2 separate regions of the Mus musculus genome follow, and region 2 is linked to region 1. Evidence: chromatin contacts called from public HiChIP or PLAC-seq data. All regions are on one chromosome and are shown on one strand. Each heading gives the region's core, a stretch centred on a gene start, on an enhancer-like site or on the middle of the called end of the contact. The rest is flanking DNA. Distances are from core to core; before and after follow the strand shown.

What was found. HiChIP or PLAC-seq counts read pairs in DNA pulled down with a chosen protein or histone mark.
Region 2: a contact with region 1 is called in an H3K27ac HiChIP or PLAC-seq map of microglia, with 6 times the contacts expected there. The contact joins the enhancer-like site here to the promoter of St7 in region 1. A contact is called at or near these places in 3 of 39 promoter capture datasets (the C10 cell line, embryonic stem cells and pre-B cells), 1 of 15 datasets of contacts at CTCF or cohesin (CD8 T cells), 5 of 484 Hi-C or Micro-C datasets (CD4 T cells, CD8 T cells, LSK cells and 2 more), 4 of 115 datasets of contacts at active chromatin or transcription factors (CD8 T cells, the SCID.adh cell line, embryonic stem cells and 1 more) and 2 of 9 other capture datasets (adipose tissue and pancreatic islet).

What each region holds. Positions count from the first base shown.
Region 1 is chr6:17,690,873-17,698,185 of GRCm38.p6, reverse strand. It overlaps St7 (suppression of tumorigenicity 7), which reads right to left and starts at 4,192. Exons shown (of 16, transcript NM_001289624.1): 1 at 3,824-4,192. The coding sequence starts at 3,974.
Region 2 is chr6:17,648,426-17,655,738 of GRCm38.p6, reverse strand. It overlaps Capza2 (capping protein (actin filament) muscle Z-line, alpha 2), which reads right to left. Exons shown (of 10, transcript NM_007604.3): 2 at 7,156-7,219; 3 at 5,685-5,736; 4 at 1,570-1,633. Among named protein-coding and RNA genes, the nearest start is that of Capza2, 15 kb to the right of the region's middle. Within about 2 kb of position 3,463, at least 20 of the 459 cell types and tissues checked have an H3K27ac peak or open chromatin away from gene starts, as enhancers often do. A contact at or near this core is called in CD8 T cells, where this site is marked.

The DNA of each region.
Region 1 (7,313 bases), core at 2,943-5,442:
ACATCCCCAAACAGTCCAGGATGATGCTAGGACAGAGGGTTGCTCTCCAAAAGCTAATAGTGCAGCCCCATCGCTGAGGATAATATCCACATAGTTCAGTTACCATAGAGAGGTCAAGCTGCTTGTGTTACTGAAAGAGAACTGTGGACACCAACCCAGCCACAAAAACGTCGTCCAACAATCAGTTCTGCCTTCAAGATGTGCTGGGGCAATGGTAGTGCAGACTTTGTGAGGGTGGCAAACATTATTTAACTTGAGGCCCACTCCATGAGAGGAAACCCATGTCAGACACTGCTTGGATGGCCAGGAGCCAGAGACTGGATAGCCCAATGACCTAGGGTAAAACCAAACATGACTGACTTAAAAATAAAATAAAATAAAATAAAATAAAATAAAAAGAAATGAAATGATTCCTAATGGTATTGTGCTATATTCACACATCGGTCTCTTGTCCAGTCGTCATCAGAGAGGCATCCTCCAGCAGCAGATAGGAACACATGAAGAGACAGCCACAACCAGACATTATGAGGGAGAGTCGAAATTGGAGATCTCTATCAGGTCCCTCCCCTATGAGATAGGGGAAGCTCATGGAAGATGGGGCTGAAAGATTGTAGGAGTCGGAGGTGGATGGACGACACCAGGAGAACATGTCCTACTGAATCAATTAAGCAGGACACATGGGAGCTATTCATAGAGACTGAAGCAGCAAGTGTGGGGCCTGCACGTGTCTACATCAGATCCTCTGTGTATATGTTGTGTCTGTTAGCTTGGTGTTTTTGTGGGACTCCTAACTGTGGGAGTAGGTGTGTCTTTGACTCTTCTGTCTGCTCTCGGGACTCTTTTGCTTCTGTTGGGTTGCCCTGTCCAGATTTGGTATCGGGGCTTTTGCCTTGTCTCGTTGTATTTCGTCTGGTGGCTGTCTCTTGGAAACCTGTTTTTCTTCTGCTGGAAGAGAGCAGGTGAGTGGATCCAGGAGAGCATGGGTGGGGAGAAGCAGGGAGGAGTGGTGGCAGGGGGATCTGCGGTTGGGAAGTATTAGATAAGACAACCAACTACTTTTTAAAAAGTATCGAGGGGAGCACGCCACATAGCCAAAACACAGTGCACAGCATGCAAATCAGAGTCCACTCCCATAGTGCACAGCAGGGCTTGAGCTGTGGACTTCATGGCTCCTAGTTACCACATACCTCTGCCTTACTTCAGTGGCATGGAGGACTGCGACAGCCTCAGCAACTCTAAAAAGCAGCTCTCAACCCAATGGCATCTCTGCCTTATCACAGGAGGAGAGAGCACCACAGAGTTAAAGAGCAACAAAATTAGTTGAATTAGGTACAGTGGTGCACACCTTTAATCACAGCACTTGGGAGGCAGAGGCAGATAGATCTATCTCTGTAGGTTTTAGGACAGATGGCAGCAAGAAATCCAATCTCAGAAACAACGAAAAGGGAAAGAAAGGGTAGGTAAGGGAGAGGAGAGAAGAGGAGGGGAGAGGAAGGAGAGGGAGGGAGAGAGAGAGAGAGAGAGAGAGTTAGTTGGGTTGGACTGGACCCCATTTAGAGAGTTCCCTGCAAAGACTGGCTTGACCACTGGAGGGCAGTTACTTGGAGCTGTGCAAGCCAGCCAGCAAGTTCTTTCATTATAGAAAGTTGTTTCCATGGGAAAGAGAATTTGGCAAGAAAAGGAGGGAAATACGTTGACAGGAGTCTCTGGCCGTCTTCCTACAAGAACTTCTCACTTTTTTCTTAAAAGGGAAGAAAAATGCCATCCAATGTCTCACACTGCCTTTTGAAAAACCTAATCCCGGCTGCGGTGGCTCACCGCCATCCTTGGATATATCAAGAGCAGTGCTAAAGCCCTTCCTCATCTACTACATTCTCACAGAAATAGCAGAAAGATGAAAACCCTCCACGCGCTTCTCTTTTCATCCCCCTTTATGACAAGAATATGCACAAAACTCTCCAGGACAAACTGAGGCCCCGCACCACAGAGAAAAGGGCCTCTACCTGATGCCTAGGAAGGAACGAGCCACAGCCTGGCCCATCCAATGCTGAAAATCTCAATTAGAAAGGTCCCTGTGCAAACTATCTGTGAGAAATGCCAAGTCTAGTGTTGCTTGGGGCTGGGGGAGATCCCAACTCTCTTCCTAAAAAATCATCTCTCTTCTTAATCCTTCCTGTCTGTCCTGTCTAAAGTGTTAGCGTGTGGCCTCTGTGCCTTGCATATAATTCTGTTTGGATGACTATTTAACCTACTTTAAGGAAATGAGAAATAGAGACGTGTTCTGAAATAAATATAACTATATTATGCAAAATTCAAGATTTTAAAAATTCTACAACAAATTTTCTGGAAGGAAAAAAATTTGGAAGTACCTTCCTATAAATAGATAATAAAGATTCAAATTTGTTTAAAGGACGGGTCTTTGAGACTAGAATCTATTCTCTAGTCACCAAAGTCACAAGGAAAAAGCCTTACCCTAAAGCAGTTGTTCTAAACCTTCTAAATTTACGTTGAGGTGACCCACCAACCATAAAACTATTTTCTTTTTTCTCGCTACTTTGTAATTGTGATTTTGCTACTCATAATGTATATATCTGACATGCAAGGATATCTGATATGCAAGCTCCAAATGGGTCATGACCCACAGGTTGAGAATGTCTGTCCTAAGGCAAGGAACACAATATTACAATGTGACAAGCAGTCACGCTAACAGATTAAAAAAAAAAAAAAGGTGGGATCTTCGGAATAATCAGAGCCAAACAGCTTAGCATCCTCTACATTAGGATGAGCTGATTCTATGTGCAGAATTCTGTCTGCCTCCCAAAAAGACCATCCAAAGGATACTATGAAACAAACATAGTCAGCAACAGGTTCACATTAAAGGAGGTTTATAATGTTAAACAAAATGAGTACATTGTGGCAAGCATCTAAAAGGGTCCACTTCCCACTGGTCCTCCATTTCCAGTTATGGTCATGGGAAATTCATTTCCAACCTTGGTATTGTAGACAATGCAAATTAAAATAACAGAAGACAGATATATGTGAATGTGTATCTATGTCTGTAAATAAGTCAGAACTGTAAAGACTTCCCAGCGTAGTGTGCAATAAAATTTGCAGACTCAAAGGGCTGTAAGCCTTCCTTCAACGTGCATTTTGTTTCTGAATTGTCTCTGGGGTGTCCTTAGCCTAAGTTTGCCCTCCTTGGTTTTTAACATCTGGGGTGGCCTGCTGCAAGTTTATCAGGACCACAGTCACCACATACATGCACACTTGTTTAGCCCCGCGCGCTTTAGAGAGGGCTCAGCCGAGAACAGGACAACTTCAGCTGGGGACGTCAGACATTCCAGATTCCCCGCGCGCGGTCCGCGTGTCCCCTCGACATTCCGTTGGGTGACCTGACACGTCATCCACGCTCCTAGAGGGACCTACGGACATGCCCTCCCCGTCCACACCACAGCGACACCCTCCGGGACAAGGCTCTCTCTCCACTCGCGCGCGCCCTCGGCCCGAGCCATGCGTGGGCCCTGGCGGCGCAGCCGGGAGCAGGACATGCCTCCTCGGCGCGGTTCGGACGCTCGAGCGCCGGCGAGACTCGCGAGCTCCCGGGGCTCGGCGGGGACCCGCGGGGACGGAAGGGGACACTCCGCGCGCGGGGGTGGGGGTGGGACTCGCGAAGGCCGCGGGGCTGCGGCGGCCACCTGAGGCGGCGCGTCCCGGAGCGCGCGTCCCCGCCGGCCGCGACCCCGCCGCGCGACTTTGCACTAACTTTCCCGGGGCGGGGGAGGGGCGGCCGAGCGGAGCCGGGCCGGGCCGGGCCGGGCCTGACCTGTGCTCAGGTTGTCGTTGATCCTCAGGGGCACCCTCAGGATGTAGACCAGGAAGAGCACGAGGAAGAACCACACGGTCCACAGATAGGTCCACGACCACACGATGCAGGACTTGAGCTGCTCCAGGAAGCCCGCGCCCGCCTCGGCCATCTTCCGGCGCTGCTACGGGCCGCCGCGGCGCTCGCTGTCGGCCGGGATGATTCACCCGCCCGAGGCACGGCTCGAGCCGCCGCCGCCGCCAGGGCCCGGCGTCCCCGGAGCTCGCCCGGCGCCCGGATGCGGCGGGAAAGCGCGCGGCCTGCGCTCCGAGCCCCCGCCGGTGGCCTTCGTGGAGCGGTCACGTGGGCCCGGTCCCTGCACTCTCCCGGGCCATTTATACTTCTTGTACTAGTATTTTAGGAGGACAGCCCGGGCGCCGCCGAGGGACCCACTGACGTAACAGCTCGCGGGTGTAGAGCGCTTCCGAGAGCCGGGCGTGCTCCACACACTTTGTAATGTCTGGGGGGGGAGCCTGCAACAGTTGCCAGGTCCTGGGGTGATAGACGGAGGGAAACTGAGGCCCAAAGCGTTCCTAGGTCTACCTTAAAGTGGAGTCAGAATTCGGTTGCAATCAAGATTTCCAGGACGTAAACAAGGTTTCCAGGAGTCTTAAAGCTGTGTCTCCCAGGACTGGGGCTTAAAGGTATCAATGAAATCCAGACGAGCTAGAAGAGATGCACTCCTGCTCATTAGGCCTGAAGAGAAATTTTGGTTCCCTTTGTACTAGCTTCTGCTATTTGTTTTGTTTTTCCCAAACAGCACGGTGAAGGGTTTTCCAGAGAAACTGACAACATACGTATTTCTTTTTCTTCCTATTTTCCAAGTGATCGCCATTCAAACAAGTCTTTACTCGTTTTGTTTTTGTTTTTAACATATAAGCAATTCCCTAGTTTAACTTTGGCGTACTTCATCAGAACCTAATGAAAAATGAATAAAAATAAAACCACATTATGAACATTTTCCCACGGTTAAATAAAATAGTATATTTTACACAAGGCTTTAGGTGCTAGCTCCGAGTCTGTTTCTTGACTTTTAATGTATTCAATGTTAAATGAAGCAAACGCAGACTTTCCCAACTATAACCAAGACATTAAAATTCATCACTGAACAGCTTACCTTATTATAATTTTTATATTGCTCATGATTAAGCTCAGAATGCATTACCTCAAAATGGGACACCTTGTGCTGGCGTGCTGGCTGCCTTGAATGGAAGGGAATTGGAAAGGCCTCAGAAGCAAGGTGTCTCTGAGCTCCTGTCCTTTTTTCATACCTTGTGTGTCCCCCAAAGCAAAGCCAGTTCCCGGAAACCAAAATTCCCCTACTTCAAGGTGCATTGTAGAAATCAGAATGCATCTCCCTCAGACTAAACTATAAAACATGGAAAGCTCGATCTTTTCTCCCTTCCCCCTCCTCCTTTGAAGCCCCTCATTCCAGGACACTCTACCTCAAAAACCTCCAGAAGAAAGAATGTTAGGGAGAGGCCAAGAATGTGGACATGCCGGCTTTGCGAGACCTTTCCCCTCAGCCTGTCACCTTCACGTTATTACCTGAACGAAAAGAGGTTTCTCAAATTCTTTCAGGCTTCATTTATCATGCTTTTTCTTTTGCATCCTGATATATGGGAGTGTTGGCTGCGGCCCTTACAGTGGGTGTGGAGAGGTGTTACACCTTTCTGCTCCTACAAGGACTTGTAGTTTCTTCCATAGTAAAACAGGCTGAGTTAATTTGTAGATGTGGGGCCTGTTTGTGACAGTTCCAGGTGGCAAACTCAATTGCACTAAGGAGTGGTTTGGGGATTGCCTGCGAGGGTCTTTCCAGAAGAGACTGAGAAGTGAGTGTGAGCACATTTGATGGGGAATGTTCACCTTCAGTGTGTGTGAGTACCATTCAAGAACCTGGAGACCATAGAACTAGAGAGAATGTACTCTCCTTCTACCACAGAAGAGGCATTTTGACCTCTTCTTCTGTTGACATTGGCCATGAGAACTCCAGGCTTTAGACTCCAGGACTTGGACCAGTGCCACCTTCAGGCCTCCAGACTCCAACTGTAGGTTGTAATCTAAGCTCCCCTTCCCTACCATGGGTCATTCTTTGAAATTAGCCTGAGCGGCGCTACCTACTCTCTGGTTCTCCAAGACTTTCATGGAACTTCTCATACTATATTCTTCATAAGCCAATTCCCCAGTCAACCAACCCCTCCTTCCTCTCCTTTCTCTTCTCCATTCTATACTGGGCCTTAAGACATCAAGATTCAGATCACCTCTGTGTTTCTCCCAGCAATGGCCTCTAGTTACAGCCTGATTGTTACCTAGAGGGAACTATGTTGTGGGTTCCTACCACCAATTTTACTACCACCACCTCATCATCATCTATCTAAAAATGATATGTAGATGGCATATAGTATTTTGCCGGGCACTTTTGTCCTCCTGCTCCATACTACCTGTCATATATTTCTCTGGCTGCCCTTCCCAGCCAGGCAACATGTTCCTATTAGCAGATTTTTCAGAGATTCCATTGATGTACGACCTCTTTTGACACACCAATTCCATCAGACCATCACACCACTCATCCTTTTCTGAAAGATGCAGCACCAGGAGGCTAGTAGTGGGCCATTACAGCATAGGCCTACTAGGTATAGGGCTTTATTCATGATTTTGCCAATCACTAGTGGGATGCTTCTTGAAAGTTGCTAATGGCCCTTGAGCTACACAGTTTATTCATCTGTACTGTGGATTCCTTTGTTCCTATTCCAAAGGGACCTGGTATAGACTGAATGAAATATATACCAATAGTGCTATGCATGACCTGCACACGCCACGCTTTTCTCTGCCAGTAAAGTAGGGCCGTTAGTGTGAAGCAACTTGTGGTTAATTTTAGTTTCCCTCACCTCCTAGCACATACAGTACTGTTTGTCACATGGCGTTCAATAAACACTCAAGGTCATGTAAAGGAATGAAGAGAGAAACAAGATCTTCCATTTACAAATAACCTTACATTCCCATTCCTAACAAACAGATTTAACTCAAAGCTCAATTTTGAGATCTAATGGGTTTTCCTTTATGGTAAGCTTCTTTGAATGTTTGTACTATGGGCATAGTCATATCTGAATTAGATAACATGAGTTAAGAGACCCTTGGGAATTGTGTTAAAACAACATATTCCTAAATTCTTCTTAGACTGATTTATATACAGGCATGCACTGTATAGCAAGGCTTGGGAAAATGATTGGACCTCATATACAATGGTAGTCATTGCAGAATATTATAGAGTGACATTGTAGCCACCTCAGTATGAGTGCTCTATGATGCTTGCACAATAACAAAATTGTGTGATGGTGATACATGGATAATGTATGTGCATGTGGAGGCGAGAGGACAACTTTGGTTATCATTCCTATGGTAGTTTGAGTAAGAATAGCACTTATTGCCCGGCAGTGGTGATGCATGCCTT
Region 2 (7,313 bases), core at 2,214-4,713, 42 kb after region 1:
GCTCTATTTTGTATCTTACTAAACAAACAAACAAACAAACAAACACCTTTCTCCTCTTGTAGCTGTCTACAAGACTTTCCCATCCATTTGATAGAAATTGTGCTGACAATATAGCATGTAGGTTTTTCGAAAATGTTTTGGTCATAAAAATGCCACATTAGATAAATATGGACACACCTATCTACTTACACACACACACACACACACACACACACACACACACACACACACACACACACACGGTTTGTGGGCCACTGTTTTCAAAGAATGATAAAAGTGCATATACAAACATACATAATTTTATGAACTTTGTTGGGTTGGCCCAGAGCTTTGGCACCAAGGAGGATGATGGTGTGGACCCCGCCTCACTGGGGAAATGGAAACTGAACATTCTCTACTTCTTAGAAGTCGGCTAAACCCTTGACTCAACAGAACTTGACCACAGCTTCCTGCAATCCTAACAGCCAAAGGACCCCCTGTTCCTTCTCCTTAATGCTCTCTTGCCTCTCTCTGCCCAACTAGAAGCACCCTTCAAAACCTCAAGCTCCTTTGTGGCAGGCTGCATCCCCTTCACTTGGGGACAAGCCAGGAGATTGTACCCTCAAGTTTTACCCTTTAGCCACAGCAGGCTAGGTGGTCTGGCTTTCTCCTTAATCCAAACATACCTGACTTTTTCTATACATAAACGTCTATGGAAACCCCTCAAAGTCTACCAGCTATCTCTCACTATCCTCTTTAATAGTTGCATAATATCCTAAGATGTTAATAGTGTAATTTAATCCACAAATCTATTACTGGTATGTCACCTCTTTATTTACAAGTGTTTTCTGGAGAAGAGGAAAGCACCATTAAAAATGGTGAAGTTTTGTTGTAAATCCTTATCATTGTTCTTATTTACAATGGATACTTTTAAAAACTAATGTGAGACACAGCAAATGAGATCAGAGGACAGCTGCTGACAGTCAGGTCATCAGGCTTGTACAGCAGTGCCTGTACCCAAGACCATCTCACTGGCCCTTACTTGTTACTATCTTTCAAGTTTTTAAATATGTGTTCATGGGAAAAATTAGTAGACACCACTTTTTAAAGGTTTTTGGTTTTAAGTATTAAAATTGTGATACCTTGTTAATGACTTTAGCAGCTATTAAACATTTTTAAAAGATATATTCACTAGTGCAGCAATTTTCTTCTAGGGATTTATCTAAAGAAAACCACTGTCAATGTTACCAGGACTACAACGTCACTTGATGTAGTACTGTTTGTAATGGTAACTAATTAGATCTCTGGAGAAATGAAGCAGCAACTAGTGTGCAATTATGTGCATGCATGAGTATGCCTGTTGATGTGAATGCAGGTGCCCATGGAGACAAAAGGGGGTATTAGAACCAACCACTACACCTGACTTTCTGATACTACTACTTACAAAAATAAAAATGACCATTTCTATTTTTTTGTCATTAAATGCCTTCAATTAAAATGAGTAATGTTACACCATCTCACAATTCTTTCAGGATACATTTTTATAAACGAAACAAAGAGCAGTGTGATTTGGTGTTTTATGAAACATACCTGATCTTCATAGCCTTCAATTTTTACTGGTGTAAACTGGTCCAGGTTATACTGTGCAAATGCACTAAAAGAGAAAAAGGCCAATTACTTAAAATTGTAGTAATGTTTTAAATAATCACCTGCCAGTTAATCTATACACGTGTGGTTGATAAAACTGTAACTATTTTACCTATCTTTTATTAACTACAGTTAAAATACAGATATGGCTGTTTTAAAAACCAAGTAATGATATGCATCTTTTAACTTGGTAAATAAAATATAACCAGTAAATACATGCCATGGCCTCTTATGTAAGAACCTGAAAGCAATGATTATAAATATATAATGCAGATATACAACTATTTAAGAAATTATTAATAAACAACTAGGTACCGTGATACTCAAGCAGTTCCTATTGTCAAAGGTCTTTTAGTTGAATACATAAGAGAATACACAGAGATTATCAAGTAGTAGCAAAAAATAGAAAGTAACATTTGAGAATTACTAACACATTTTCAAGGAATTAAACTATTCAGGCAAAAGAAAAAACACTCTAGTATAATTTCATGAATGTGATACTAAGAAAAAGAAAGTGGGAGATGGTTCAGGGGAGATGGCATAATGGGTTTTATTGAGCATGCATGAGGACCTACATTCAGATCTCTAGGAACCTAGTAAAAGACAGAGCACTGCATTTCTATAGCCCCAATGGTAGGGGAGAGAAGCAGGCTAATGCCAGGGTCAACTGGGCAGTAGGTCTAACTAAAGGTGCGAGCTTCAGTTTCAGCACAACACCCTGACTCAAAACATAAGGTGGAGAGCAAGAGAGACAGAGACCCCATGTCAATCTCAGGCTTCTGCACATGCACACATTTAAATGAATAAATGAACACACAAAAAAGAGAAAGCATTGGGAGGGAAGCGGGATAATGGGGGAAAAAGAATGTTTTAAATAGAAGGACCATAAAAGTGGTCCAATGTCACAGGAAGAACCAACCAGCTGCTCATCAGTATTTACTGAGTTGAACTGGAAGGTTTTTAAAAACTGTTTATTATCATTGTGCTTGAATGTGATGAGGCTTGTGAGGCTGTAAGTGTGGGGGTCATAGGACAGCTTTATAGAGCTGGTTCTCTCTGTCCCTGTACACGGGTTCAGGAGACTGGACTCGGGTCACTAGGCTTGCATTGCTGGGTAGCAAGTACCACTACCCACTAAGCTATCTCACCAAACCCTGAATGGTCTTGAAGACAGAATGAGTATTTTGAGAGGCAAGGCAGTTCTAGAGGTGTCTCTAAAGAATAGTGTGACAGTAGTACATACAATGAGTCATGCAGTGTGATGACTGGAAACAGAAAAGTGGCAAGACTATGATAAAAACCCACAGCAGAAACTCAGCTAATAGTGACGAGACAGACTCAAGAAGGTTTCTCTAATGAGTGAAGAATATACTTACTAGGTAATTATTTATATGTGTGTAGCAAAAACCCAATGTATGAAAAATTATATACAGAACAAAACTGTATTCTATTAAATTGATACCATTCTATGATATCTAGTAAACATTTTCCACTTAATAATAAAGTTTTATACTTTAAGACTATAATTATTACAATAATAATAATAAATATAAAGACACCAATATAAAATCAAATCACTAATGTTGAAATCACAAATCACAAATGTTGAAATTCCCAACCCAGCATTTTCAAAACGGATGTACATAGACACAGAAGTGCAGACAGGAAGGCAGAATAGCTACACACTTGACCTTTGTAACACATCAAGTGACTTTCCTAAGAACAACCTCAATGTGGTCAGACTGCCAGGAATTTGTATTTGCAATGCCCACAGAAGGTTCATGTTCCACACCTGATGTGGCTGAGGGAGGCTGTGGAAGTCTGAGGAAGTGAGGTCTTGCTGGTGGAAGGAGGTCACTGGGGCACGGCTTTGAAAGTTATACTCATCTCTGGTTCTGGTCTTGTTCTTGCTTCCTGATCCTTACAACAGTCTCAGCCACTTGTTCTTGCTACCATTACTTTCTTGCCATTTTTACTAGAACTCTCCAAAACCATGAGCTAAACTAAATCTTTTTTCCTTTAAGTTGCTTATATTAGGTATTTTATTACAGCAACATAAAAGTAACTAGTACACTCACCCTTAAATTATTTACTTCAAAGGTTTTATTTATAAATTGAAATGAATAGTATTCATTTTTTTTCTAGTAAAAGCTACACTTAAAAAACATAAATACTTAAAAGTGGCAATCTAGGTGGACCCAAAGCCTTTTTTACTGCCCATAGATAGTATCAAACCTCATGTATCTTTAACCTGGGAGGAGTAGAATAAGAAACTTGAAAAAACATAAAATAAATGAGACATGGCAAGCTTTATCTAAACCACTTAAATCAAGTTAAATGGTACAATACAGTGCAAAAGACTCTCAATAACGGAGCAGCCAGAATATGTAGGTTTTGCTCCAACCCTATCATTAGCCAGAATGGACCTTATTTACCTATAAAACCAGGTTTGTACTAAATGGCTTCTAAATCCCCTTCCAGTAAAAGCAGACTATTCAGCATTTAAGAATCAGCCAAAGGGGTTTGGTCAGTGAGATGGTTCAGTGGTAACTAGCACACACTGCACTTGCAACGAATGCAAGTTCAGGTTAAAACACCCATGCTGGATAGCTCACAACTGCCATTCCAGGAGAGTCACCATCCTCTCCTGCCTTCTGTAGATACCAGCACTCGTATGCACATATCCACAGGCAAGCAAACACAGAGACATAAGAAAAGAAAAGAAAACTCAATTAAAAAAAATAGAATAATTAAAGTGTTCTTTCTTTGGATTCTGAAGGCCTTTGATGTCTCTGGCATTCTATTTTGTATCAGATGGCCTGATACTGAACATGTCTGAATTTGAAGAAAAAAAAATTCTTAAGAGACTTACTGATTTCATTACAGTGAAACCTGTTATTCTTTTGTCTGCTGAATAAAAGAGTATTTGGAAATATTTCAGTGTTCTAGATTTTACACTATAGGCTCTTCAGTGAGTCTGAGTTTACTTTGAATCATACTAAGTTTTGGCTTTTAGTAAAGACGCATCAACTCAATCCATTCTAAAGAACAACGATAGTTCTGCTTTTCCCCTTACAAAAAGAGGGAAAGGGCGAGATTAGAAAAGATGCAGCCACAGCCACAGTCTAAGGGTGAAACAAAGGGAAAAGGTACACATGTAGGAAAGAGAGAGATGTTCATCAACAACTCAGTATAAAAGCACCTGAAGAGGAGCCCACATTTCTGGTCATTCATTTATTCCAGTGCACTGGTGATGAGGACTCTGTTTTGTGAAATCTCCTAAATGTAGGCTATCCAAGCTTCGGACAGCTTTATTATAGCGAGTAATAATCATTTCTTTTGAGGGAAAATTCAAGTTGAGATTTGAAAACGTGTGTGTTGTGTATGATGTAGACAATATGGATATCTATGTTCTTCTGTATGTGAGTGATATGCAGAGGTTAGATTACAACTTCAGGTACTCAGTCCTTGCTTTCTACCCGATTCAAGTAGGGCTTTATGACCAGAGCTCAGTAAAGCACACTACCTGGCCTGAAAACTTCTGGGGTCTGCTGTCTCCACCTCTCACTTCTCACCAGAGGAGCACTGGGACTGCAGATGTGTGCTGCACATCTGGCTGCTGTCTGGGTTCAGGATCTGAACTCTGACCCTCATGCTCCTGTGGCTCATGTTTACCCACTTTTTGTTCAAAAGTATTTCAGAAGACACCGAACCAGATTAATTCTAAAGCCAATCACTGGCTTAAAAGTAAATCTCTGCATTTCAATACCTTGACATCATTGAGTTCCAATGGTACCAAATGAACATTTAGTTTGAAAAACTATACAAAGAACATGAGTGATGCTATATAGTATATAAGACAGTGGCAAACGTAAAAGATAATTTCATTTCGCACTTGTCCCTAACTCCCCCTGTGATTTCTCAGTCTAATACATATGGCTGTCCAAACTTTAACTGTATTTCAGAAACTCTTATGCCACAGATTAGTGCTTCATTATCGCTTTTACAACCTCTTTTCTCTCCCAGTCACCTTAGCTATGGAGATATACAATACTTACTGTGCGGCTCCTTCCCTGAGAAGATTATCATTATTAAGCAATAATCGAACATCTGCAAAACAATATTTTTTATATATCACTTTTTTCTGTTTGAATACTGTAAGGAATATAGTTTGTTTTAGTTATACATTAATACCTCCCATACAAGCATGATCAAAATTTTCTAATGACCAAACTATCCATAAATATGCACCAAGGGACTACAGAGATGGCTCAGTGGCTAAGAGCACTGACTGCTCTTCTAGAGGTCCTGAGTTCAATTCCCAGCAACCACATGGTGGCTCAGTTTTGTAGATTTAGTTTATTGTTTGCATTAAGTTATTTGGGAATTTCATGAGAATCTCACGTGAGACACTGAAGGTCCCTGCCCCCAGGTGGTTCTGGTTGGTAAATAAAGTTGCTGGCAGCTAATGGCTGGGCAGGAAGACAAAGGCAGGACTTTAGGATTTACAGGCAAGGGGACCGAAGAAGCAGAATCACCATTGCCGGGAAGAGAAGATGCAGGCTTAAATGCTGTAGAAGACAGAGTATCAATCATTTAAGAGCCATGGAAGAGCAGCCCTAGGCCACCATTGGGTCTACGGTAGCAAATATGGAATATAGATTTTAGTAAGTAATAATTCAGATTCAGAAGTATTGGAGGGGAGGTGTTAACAATGTGGAAGTTTGGGAATGGCCCAACCATTGCACCGTTTAAGGCACATTAAATGTATGGTGTGTGTGTGTCTTTCAATCAAAAATCCAAAGCAGCAACAGCTCACAACCATATGTGATGGGATCCGATGTCCTCTTCTGGTGTGTCTGAAGACAGCTAAGTGCTGTCCATATAAATACAATAAAGAAAAAAAGAAAAAAATGTGCACCACAGTATTTTATAAATCTATTTTGGTTATGTAACATAAGAGGGAATTTAGAATAAAAGAGGTCAGTTAAATAGCTGCTGCAGGCAGATATATGCAGCATCTCTAAAGAACTAAGAACAAGCCACACCACAAAAATGGTCGGATACAATTTCCAGAAAACACTTAGGACTGTGTGTGCTTCTTAGTTTGACAACACATTCACTGATTTCCAATGAGTTTGCTCTGTAGAAAACAAATCATAACTTGGTCTGTGACCAGGGGCAAGGACAAGCTTTCTGTCCTTCCACACTCTTGCAAGGAGGGAACAGATAAATATTACCACCTTTACTGAATTTTGGTACTTTTCATATACTTAAAAATAAATAAAACAAGACAGTTCTTACAAGAAAGGATCAATACATCAAGTCTTGGTGTTACCCATCATGGGGGCTCAGGAGGGCTCAGATGGGAAGGTCCTTGCCCCGGTAGCCTGACAACCTGAGCTGGACCCTCAGAACACATGGTGGAAGGAGAAAACCAACCCATGCGACGTTGTCCTTTATACAATTGTCCACACACACACACACAAATAATAAAGTAATGTTTTTAAAGGTAGTTTAAAAACTTACCATTAAAAACCTCATTAAATTCTCCAGGAGGGGCGTGAATGATGAATTTTGCTGCTATACGAACCTAAGACAGAAATGAAGATATAAATATTACAAAGATATAAAATGACAAAAACCCCAATCAATATTACACAAATTTCAAAGTTCTACTGAAAATG